2 separate regions of the Arabidopsis thaliana genome follow, and region 1 is linked to region 2. A link is a contact called in public capture Hi-C data. All regions are on one chromosome and are shown on one strand. The core of a region is the stretch at or near the end of the contact, and the rest is flanking DNA. Distances in the headings are between cores, read along the strand shown. Region 1 holds the start of CYP79A3P (cytochrome P450, family 79, subfamily A, polypeptide 3 pseudogene). Region 2 holds the start of AT5G35530 (Ribosomal protein S3 family protein).

Region 1 (5,423 bases), core at 2,031-4,530, 340 kb before region 2:
TAAACCCCATTATTCACTTCTCACTTTTGCGTTTTTTGCTTGGAGTAGAACTTGAGATGGATGATTTTCTTACACGCATCCCAAGAACTGACCAAATGAGATGGTATAGTTTATCGACATATTAGAGGACCCAAAGGAAGCCCAAGATAGAGTCATATGAGAAGTCCATTAGCCCATATAACTAGGGTTTTAGCTAGTAGAGATTCATTTAAATTTGTGTTTATAAAATCAATGTAAACAACCTTGAGAGTTGGAAACAACTCTCCCTTCATCTAATGAAATATCAAATCTAGAATCATTTGTGATCTTGGTGACAAACTAAAGTCTTTCCCTTTCCTTTACTTCACATTTCAATAAAGCTTTTAAGCTATCTAATTTCAATCTTAGATTTCTATGTTAATAAGCTCATTTGAGCATAAACCATTGTTGGTTTGGTTTCTCCTACATAGTTTTCTCCCAGGCTTGCTTTTTCTCTAAGAGAAAGAGGAAACAAAATGAGCTTGAAACTATCTTCGGGCACACCTCCATTTTTAAACGTACTACACAACCTCTCAAAAAAATCCAAATGATCATAGGGGTTCCCAATAACTTAAGAGATTTGAAATTTTGAATCAATCTAATCAAACGTGTCTTGATTTCATAAGCATTGGCTTCTCAGGAGGAGGTCGGATTAATAGAAAACAAATAAGTTGGTAGAAACCTATCATCTATACCGACGAAGACTAATTGGTAAACATGATTTATTGGTTTAGATTTTAATTGATTTTGAATTCTATAAGTGTATTTTAAAATAGTAATTGATTTCTAATTATAAATCATTAAAAACAAATCATCAAATATTAACTACTATTTATGAGACATTAAACAAATAACACAAGATTTTAAATCCAACAACACATTATTGTGCTTGAAATTTCTATTGCCGAATGTACATAAGAGATACACTTAATAGGATATGAATTAGCCTAATTATCTAACTAAGAACAAATAAATGATCATGATTATGTACAACCCAATAAATCTCCTAATTATTTACAAACCAAAACTTTAATCCAACAAGACATGATTTTTGCTTGAATTTTCCATTTGCTCTTTCAAATCAATTAAACTTGCAAATAGACGTTAATACATTTTCAATCTTATGTTTAAATATAAAGTAAATGAAAAATTCAATTATATTATTCATGATAGCTGTTTCTAGATAAACTATTTAACATAATACCATTACATGTCTTATCAGGAAAAAAACAAAAACAAAACAAATACCGTTTAAATCAGGTTGGATACACATGTGGATCCAAACGAGGTGTTGCAACCGCATGTAAGGGTTTTGCCATAAAAAGATCACTCTTGCTTTCTGAAATATCAATTTTACTTTCACCAGGCACTGGTGACCATGTGAACCCTTGAATCAACCGAGCCAGCAACATGTACGTCATGGCTGCCCAATGTCCGCACCCATACACCCTCGTCTTCATGCACTGAACGATATTATATTGAGATTAGGCTCTTTTAGTTCCACACATGAGTTATTGCCTAAATGTCTCTCAGGGTTAAATTTAAGCGGCTTGTCCCACACATTAGGGTTTCTCCCGATCCCCATACGACTAATAAGCATGTGGCTTCCCTTGGGGATGAAGTAACCATCCACCACAGCATCAGCAGTGGACATGTGAGGGAGGTTGAATGGCGCCACCGGATGTAACCGAAATGTCTCTTCACACACGCTTTCACGTAGGTTAGACTAGGGAGGTCAGACTCAAGAACAAAACGGTGTCTTCCAACTACCCTATCGATCTCCTCCACAGCTTTTTGCATGATGCTCGGCTCGTTAATCATCTCCGCCATAGCCCACTCCGCCGCATTAGACGGATTATCTACTGTAGCCAACATTAGTTCCTTCATAATCCAACATAATCAACCATCAAAAAAAATTTAGAGATCATCGGATAATTTTGTTTTTCGTTTTTTTGTAAAAGAAATTTAAACATTTTGCTTGTGAAAATACATCTCTAATGCATGGAATTCAAAATTGAAAATATTTAGAGCTTTATTTCCTAAAGAAACTCCACTACAATTTACCATGATCTTTGAGGTTGCAGAGGTGTTGTTACAGTTTTACCCATCCTAAGTACTACATTCATGGACAACTGATTTACTTTTGTCGACATGACACATGTATTATCAGAGTCGGATCACTATTGGCCATGAAACGACGAAAGTTTCTTGTTATAAAAAAAATACTCTACCTACTATATTGTGGTAGATTAAAAAAAATACTAAGCGAAGTCCATAATATGCATACCGTCACTTGTGCTTTGATCTCTTCTTCCGATAGAGTAGGCTTTCCGTTGGTGTCTTTCGCCATTATAAACATGTCGAGAAAATCTTGAGGCTCTTTCATCTTCCCATTTCGCCATTGCATGAGTCTTTCATCGACAAAAGGATCGTTATACTTACTTACATTTCTCATTGCGTCAGCCACAACCTTCTCATGGCCTTCCAAGTCCAAGAACCTTAACCACGGGACATAATCCGACAATGCAAAGGCGTAAAGATGGGTTAAAACCGTAAACAAAGATTCGACATGTTCAATCTCTTCGGACCCTGGTCCCGATTCATCTTCACTTCCTTTACCAAAATGCCGTATACCAAACATCATCTTCCGAGCTACATTCCCGCTGTATTGTCGTACCACAAATCTTAAATCAATAACCGCAAGACCATTACCATTACCACGGTTTTTGACACAGCGGTTATTGATGTACCGGACTAAGTTATCTGCCTCTTCGGTTCTCTTTTCAAGCATCAATTTGAAGCTCTTCTTGCTTGTCACGTGAGATGCCACCACTCTCCTCATCTTTTTCCACTGCTCTCCTTGTGACTGCACCGCAATGGTCAAGTACCCGCGGCTGCAATACTCCGTCCCCATTGTTAGCGGTCTAATGGCGAAAACGGAGTCTTGCTTCTTCAGAATCTCCCTTGCAATTCTCGGGGATGTCACGGGGATCACGTGAGTATTCGCAAGACGGATACATGCAATATCGGTGTTGAGTTCTTCCATCAATGAATGTATCCACCGGAACACCGGTTTGTTCCTCCCTAGTATTTCTGGTAGGTTTCCAACTAAAGGCCAAGATTTTGGCCCCGGAGGAAGAGAGAGGTTTCTCGTGTGGCTAGTCATTAACATGGTTTTCTTCGTCTCTTTACGCTTCATTGTTAATGATAGGAGAAGCAAACCTAGGATAAACGCAAGCATTGAGGTAGAGTCGTCGAACATTTTTTAATCTCAATTTGTAGAAATTATTTGAATTCTGTTGAAACAATGAGGAATAAGCTATTTATAGCCATGAAACGGCAATGGAACAATGCTTGTGTCTAACTGTAATCTGTTGAAAATAAATGTGCTTTAAATGTTGGAAAGAAAAATAAGTTGCAAAAGGATTCTCGAGGTATGGCCTCTTATGGTTGGGTGGTGGAGAACATATAAGTTGCAAAGGCTTCTCATCATCAAGAACGTGGTCTGTTCTAAGACCAAGAGCTGATTTGGTAGACTCGTCAGATTCGGTTTGGTTTAATGTAAAGCGGCCACGCCTAAACATACTTTTAACATGTGGATAGCAAACCTGGACCGATTGCCTACCAAATCAAGATTTGTTGGCTGGGGAGAGCCGCTCCAAACGACTTGTGGTCTCTGTTCTTTGTATTCAGAAACAAGGGATCACTTGTTGTTGTCATGTGATGTTGCTCTCTACTTTTGAAATGATGTGTGAGTACGAGACTAAGCTAATTAACCTCCTTTCACGCTTGTCAGTCTAGAGTTACTTTCTTTGTGGCTTAGACAAATATTGAATAAAATAGAAAACTATTGTACTTTTTCTTTTTTTTGGAGCAACTATGATACTACAGTAGTAATACTAATTAAATAGTTGACCAAAAAAAAAGTTAAATAAAGATAGTTAAACTAATTTTCTGTATATTGTGATTTTAAGAAGATCCAGTTCGACTCAACATGAAATATTTTAATGTTAAATGTCAAAATAAGAAGAAAACATATAATCATTTACACAGTTTTACAGAGTTTAAACACTGATGCTTAAACACTATTTTAATTACATAGAACGTTATAATATTTTTCCATAAAACTAAGATTTCGGTTATTTCCTACTCAGACCAACTATAAATATATTTTTAAAATAGTTAAAAATGTTATTGTACTAGTCCTTTAAACAAATATTTAAGAAATGTTATTTTTATCCATTAGTGCTCTTCATCAAAATAATGTTTTGAGCCCAAATTTAGTCGTTTATAATCATTTACACAAATTTATGGATTGATATCGGAATTTTTTTTTGTTAACAAATAACTTTAAAACACACCGTTTTGAACAATACTACTTACTGGACAGTTTTTGATTTAAGAACTTTTAATGTAGAGGGATTTGTAAAATTTCTTTTTGTTAAAGTAGTTTTGGTAAGATAACCTTTTGAACGGTGAATGTTGAACCACAAAACCGCAGGGTTCAGGGCAGGTGTGTTCCCTAAGCGGTATGTCATAGAACTCGAATCCTTCTACATGTAGATAGACCAGATTATCTTTGATGAACCTAAGGTTCTGGTTTCCGACCAAAACCTTTTTGACTATATGATACCTGTTGTCAGCCCTTCTCAGAGACCTACGAATGTTGTTCATCATTTTTGGTACCATTTTAAACTCGAGACGACAGTTCTCGATATCCCAGAGGAAAATTATCCCAAAAGCTGGATCCAGATTCTGATCCATACTGATTTACGCGAACCAGAGAAGAAGAAACAGCGGCTCGAAAACGTAATAACCAGAAACGATCGTAAGAGTGTTTAGGGTTTCTAAGGTCGCTTCAGGACGTTTCTACATTTAGTTTTCTTTAAAAAAGCCCATGGGCTTTTTTACAAAGGCCTTGATTCGACTTTTTTTTTTCACGGCCTTGATTCGACTATTATTATAATTTATAATCTACATGGTTTCAATAAATCTTAATTGCCCGTGGTCATTAATTAAATCTACAACTTCTACCAATTGTTTTGTTGGGCTTACGTGTCGTTTGATTTAGTTAGTTGTCCCAAACTCATACATAATAGGAAAGTAGAGTATCTTTCATTTGCATGGTCTCTTTGTGCATTTTTTCGGTTCCGAGAATCTTTGGATAGGATGAAAGAGCTCCAAAAAGACATATCTGTGATGAAGATTCGAACAAAAAAGTTTTTTTTGTACACTAAAGAAAATGGCACACCTAGAGAAATTTGTAAAGAGTTTAACTGTGAAATTTGAGAGTCTCCGAATACTGATTAACCACAAATAGACAAAAAAAAAACAAAAAATGTTCGAACAACCGCCTCAATGGAAGGTGCGCCGATACTGGTTCCATCTCATCGTATAGGAACATA
Region 2 (5,612 bases), core at 1,714-4,213:
TCCCAATCCCTTGACAGTTCCAGCTCATGGTTACGTGAGCCGGCTTCTTGGGGAGTGAAAATCCACATGATTCTGTATCGAAGGACCACCCATTTGTGCTTCATCCCGATGTGGACTCATGGGATCCTCTGAAACATGATCCTGATCCAAGATTAGTCTTCTTCTGGGGAACGGGATGGTTTGCTGGTTGAGAAGTTTCAGCTTCTTTGACTTCACTCCTGCCAGGGGCTTTGGACTAGCACGCTTGCCTGGAGGTCTTCCTACCTTCCTTTTAGGAGACTGCTTGGACCTGACTTTCCTCTTGGGTTTAGGCTGATTGACTGGACCTAGACGTTGAGATACCGGAACTCTCTCCACGCTGGATGAAGTCACCTCCTCAGGGATTTGGACTGAGGTAGAAGAAGGAGCTGGTTGAGCTGCTCTAACCATTTGCTCAGCAGTTGCTTCAAGCTCTCCTAGAGCCTCTGCCTGTCAAACTCTTTCGCGTCTGGCCGCACTCTCTGTAGGATCCGGGCAGCTAACATACTGGGTCATGACCCCTCGGAGCTCATCCATAGCAGCATTCAGTGCATCCTTTCCTGGCGGGGGCCTGTCTTTGTCTCTGTGACTTGAAGCTAGGCCAGAGCCTTGCACTTCCTGGCTTCGACTTGCGTTATCCTCTAGAACAGGAGAGTATTTTCTTTGAACACCTTTACCCTTATCAATAAGGGGTCGATAGACAGAAGGGCCTGGGTGGGAGTCCTCTTGGAAGGAATGTGATCGTCGATTAACTGGGGCAGGATCCGAAGATCTCTGCCTTCTGGACAGAGAAGAACGCATATCATTCTCAGAAGAAGAAATAGAATGTCTGGGGGAGAGCACTGGTCGAATCCTTTCCCTCTGAGGTTCATGACCATCTCTTCTTCTTACATCCCCACCAGATTCCCGGAATCGTCTAGAGCAGTCCGTTTGGTGTCTTTGCCTATTACGGGTGCGGTGGTTGGAGGCAGGCACATCTCTTCTCTGAGAGGAACTATCCTCAGATATCCTGAAGATTCTTGAGGCAGAGGACGAGTTGGAGCTTTTGCCTCTAATCTCCTCCCACGAGATTGGATTGATAGGTTCTTCTAGTCTTCTACTCTCTTTTCTACCAAGGAGGGGGCAGGACAGATGGGAATGATCCAGCTTGTAGCAGGATTTGCAATAATTTCTCAGCTTCTCGTAAACTAGGGAGGCTTCCACTTCACTCCCATCTTCAAACTCCACAATCGTCTTCAACACGAGGGGCTTCAGCCCATTTACTAGCACCCTCATTCGAAAGAAGGTAGACGAAACTTCAGTCTTCTCTAGAACTCCCACACTCTTCGCAATACTAACCAGGATTCCTTCAGACCAAAGATGAATCGACACACCTTGAACATTGATCCAGAAAGGGATCTGGGAAGGGAAATCCTTATCAATCGTCGGCTCCCAACGTTGGAAAATTATCATCCATTGCGAAAAATGGTAGGGTTGATACTTTAGGGCTCTAGCAAGGTCTTGCTCAGTCGCGAATTGGAATTGGAATAACCCATTCCCAAGATCTGCTCCAGTAGGTCGGGTGGAAAACTTCCAGTGGTCGGCTAGGAAAGGCAGTACTGCCCAGACGTCTTGTTCCGCCGGATTGGTAAGTCTGCCGATGGCCGTGAGGGCATGTCTGCGCAACAACTCAGAGTTGTCAAAAGCCGGGACTTTAACTCTCGGAGGGCGAGGAGGCCGGAAAGGGGGATCCAGGGTGGATCTGCGATCGCTAGGAGAGTAACGACGAGACATCGGGAAAAGGCGAGGAGATCTGGAAACTCGTCAGATCTGAGGAGCCTTCGGTAAGCAAAGGAGACTACAAGATGGGGGTAGAGGCGAGGAGGCGGAACTGAGGGGGAAGGTAGTCGCCGGAAAGGAGGATTAGATCGCCGGCAGAAGGAGATCTAGGGTTCCGAAGTAGCTAGCGAAAACCGTTTCGGAAAAGTCGCTTGGGAGCATCTTTAAATGAAAACTCATTATATGTTTAAATACTACTAATCCAATAAGATAATTTAAAAAACATTTCCTAATTAAATATAACAAATCTGCTTTATTTTATATATATGATATTATAAATATCAAATTAATGTGTTTGAATTCGAATTGGTTTGAATATTCTAAATTTATTTAAATAACTGTTAAAACATTTAATTAGACCATCTATTATGTTTGATAATTAAAATATAAAAATCTGTTTAAATATTTAAAAATAAAATTAATTACATTTTTGTTGAAATTAATTTTTGTTAGTTAACTTAATTGAATTTAAATTTAAGTTTTTATTAATAATTCTTTTAAGTTTTTCTTCTATAATTCTGATTTTGATAAAATTTATGTTTGTCTTATTAATTTGTCAAATTTGATAATTAATTTACATGTTAATAAAATATACTAAACCTTGACATACTATCTATACAACTATATATATTAAATATATAATTATAATAGTATCCATGTTCAAATGATACCAATAATAAATTTTGAAACTCTTAAAATTTATAAATTATACAAATAAACATTTATAGACAAATAAAATACCTGAAATTCGTAATATATATAAAGAAGTGAAACTGATAAACTAATTAAAGCATGAATATTGTGCGTAGCACATGTACCGTCTAATACTTTTTAAAATTCACTAAAAACTCTTTCAAAATCACGAACCAATAACATCATCGTAATTTGGAAAATGAAAATACTATCTTTTTTTTTTTTTTTTTTTGAACAGAAAAATACTATCTAAACTACTCTTGCTAACACAAGGAACGGAAATTATAGATATGAGACGTGATCGGGATAGCTAAATTCAATTCTCACTGTCACTAATTTTAATACGGGTGAAATGGTTTTATTTTCAGTCCCTTTATATTGTGGCTTGTCAATAGAAATGGGCCTTAAAAGGCCGGGCCTTGCTCTTAACTTTATTTAACCACACAATTTTATCATTTCACTCCTAACGCACTCTCTTCTCCGAATCTAGGGTTTTTGTCTCTAGCCTCCTCAAGCTTTGCAAACAATCATGGCGACCCAGATCAGCAAGAAGAGAAAGGTGATATCTTTTGCCCTCCCCTGTCTCTATCTCTCTACCAATGTATCGTATTCTAAGCTTAACACAAAAAAAGTTTTGAATTTTGTAGTTCGTAGCCGATGGTGTGTTTTACGCTGAACTCAATGAGGTTCTAACCAGAGAGCTTGCTGAGGATGGTTACTCTGGTGTTGAGGTTCGCGTCACTCCTATGCGTACTGAGATCATCATTAGAGCCACTCGTACTCAAAACGTTCTCGGTATGTTGGTGCATTTTCGTTAACCTTGCTCTGATTCGACCTTTTTTTGTTTCTATGATATCAATTTGATGATTCTCTGTTTGGTTTAGGTGAGAAGGGAAGGAGGATTAGGGAATTGACATCTCTTGTACAAAAGAGATTCAAATTTCCTCAGGACAGTGTTGAGCTTTATGCTGAGAAGGTTGCTAACAGAGGTCTTTGTGCTATTGCTCAGGCTGAGTCTCTTCGTTACAAGCTTCTTGGTGGTCTTGCTGTTCGTAGGTATGACGTGTTTCTATTGCTGCATCCTTTTGTAGCTATCATTCCGGTGTTGATTTGTTAGATTGATGCTTAAGACTGTGTGTTAATGTAGTGAAGTATCCTGAATTAGTTTAATGTCTCTTTCTGTTTTTGGCTTAAAGAATGGTGATGAAACAAATAGGAGATAATGGTACTTAGACTATGTGTTAATGTAGTTTATCTAGGTGGTGATCCAGTGTCGTTTTCTATCTGTGCATGATTAACAAACTGCGTTAAAATAGTGTTTGTGTGAAGTGTCCTGAATCAGTTTAAGACTTTGTTAATGTAGTGAAGTATCCTGAATCGATTTTCTGTATTTTTCTTTACATGGCTTAAAGCATGGGACAAATTAGAGTTTGCTATTTGTATGTTCGTGTAGACTTTGTGTTAATGTAGTTAAGCTATGTATCGGTCCAATGTCTGTATTCTATCCTTCGATTAAACAAACTGTGTAACAAGTGTTGCGTATTAGTAAACATGATTTGCCGCTGAAGTTATATTAGTGTTGGACTTGTTGTTAGCTGCGTCTATAGATCAGTGTAATTAGAAATCCTTTTATTCCACTCGTGATTATCATTCGGTTTGATTTTTAGTTGTCTAGATACCCACATCGAGTCTATCAGGCTTTCTATTATGTTACTTTAAATTTGAACTGTTCTCCTAAATATGGCTTTTATGCTTTGATCTCTTATGCTCAGAATGTTAATATTGCATGATATTTTGTTGTATAGGGCGTGCTATGGTGTTTTAAGGTTTGTTATGGAGAGTGGAGCTAAAGGATGCGAAGTGAGTGCAAACCTCTTTGTTTTCTGTTACCTTTCTTTCAGAATACCTCTATAGGGTTCTTATCATGTATGCAGGTCATTGTGAGTGGAAAACTCCGTGCTGCACGTGCTAAGTCGATGAAGTTCAAGGATGGTTACATGGTTTCCTCAGGTCAGCCAACCAAGGAATACATTGATGCTGCAGTTAGGCATGTTCTTCTTAGACAGGTCAGTTCTTCACAGTGGAAACCTGTTTCTTGAATCACATTCTACCTAGTGAGATCTTGTGTAACCTGAATCTGGTTAATCACATGTGCAGGGTGTGCTTGGTCTCAAGGTGAAGATCATGCTTGACTGGGACCCCAAGGGCAAACAAGGACCGATGACACCATTGCCTGATGTTGTGATCATCCATACACCGAAAGAAGATGATGTATACATTGCACCTGCTCAGGTTGTTACTCAAGCTGCTTTTGTACCGGAAGCTCCATTAACCACCACAGATTATCCAGCAATGCCAGTTGCTTAGAGAGCCTTTTCGTTTTCTGGTTTAAAACCCAATGGGGATGGTTCTTTTTTTGGGACAGTACTAGTTTTCTCATGTTATTCTAAGTTAATACTTAAAGTTCTGGAGGTTGAATTACATCAAGGATATGAATGTATGTTTTTCGTTATCTTTTGTTTAAATTTTATTTATCTATTAACGATTTGTCTTTTTTTAATTAGAAAATTTGTGTTTATCGACACCAAGATCTTGCTTGTGGCATGTTGATAACTAGCTTATGTCTCCGAGTTCCTGTGAATCTATCTTCAAACTTTTTTTCTTATCCTTACAATTGCATGTCTATAGCGTCAAATGGGATCCAATGGTACACTTTTGCCACTAATACAAACTCCATTTAGTTTTTATGAATTGAATAGTGCTTTATCATTTAATCCTAAACTCAAAAAGCTTATCAAGTATTTTTTATTTTAGATATAGAAACATATTTTTGTATACATTTTTTAGTTGAAAAATAGAGATGAAATACACCTCTATACAACTATCACATTTCGTAACAAAATTGAGCAAAAGTGACGTAATCGATAATTAGTCTTAACCAATAATTAATCTTTAATATACGACTGCAAACTTCTTTTTTTATGTCTCCACTTAGTCTCTTATAAAAAATTATATTTTAGCGTTACTTTGTAGTCGCAAATTTGTGACGATTGTGCGACCATTTTACCGTGACTATTCATAAT

Evidence for each region. Capture Hi-C pulls out chosen DNA fragments and counts their contacts.
Region 1: a contact with region 2 is called in a capture Hi-C map of seedling, with 2.1 times the contacts expected there. The contact joins the promoter of CYP79A3P here to the promoter of AT5G35530 in region 2. A contact is called at or near these places in 1 of 26 Hi-C or Micro-C datasets (callus) and 1 of 3 other capture datasets (seedling).

The regions. Positions count from the first base shown.
Region 1 is chr5:14,046,980-14,052,402 of TAIR10.1, reverse strand. It overlaps CYP79A3P (cytochrome P450, family 79, subfamily A, polypeptide 3 pseudogene), which reads right to left and starts at 3,280. Exons shown (of 4, transcript NM_148046.1): 1 at 2,306-3,280; 2 at 1,789-1,899; 3 at 1,525-1,744; 4 at 1,275-1,441. The coding sequence starts at 3,280. The coding sequence ends at 1,275. It also overlaps the pseudogene AT5G35918.
Region 2 is chr5:13,709,639-13,715,250 of TAIR10.1, reverse strand. AT5G35530 (Ribosomal protein S3 family protein) reads left to right here and starts at 2,963. Exons shown (of 6, transcript NM_122944.5): 1 at 2,963-3,088; 2 at 3,177-3,324; 3 at 3,414-3,585; 4 at 4,335-4,389; 5 at 4,464-4,595; 6 at 4,687-5,225. The coding sequence starts at 3,059. The coding sequence ends at 4,896. It also overlaps the pseudogene AT5G35535.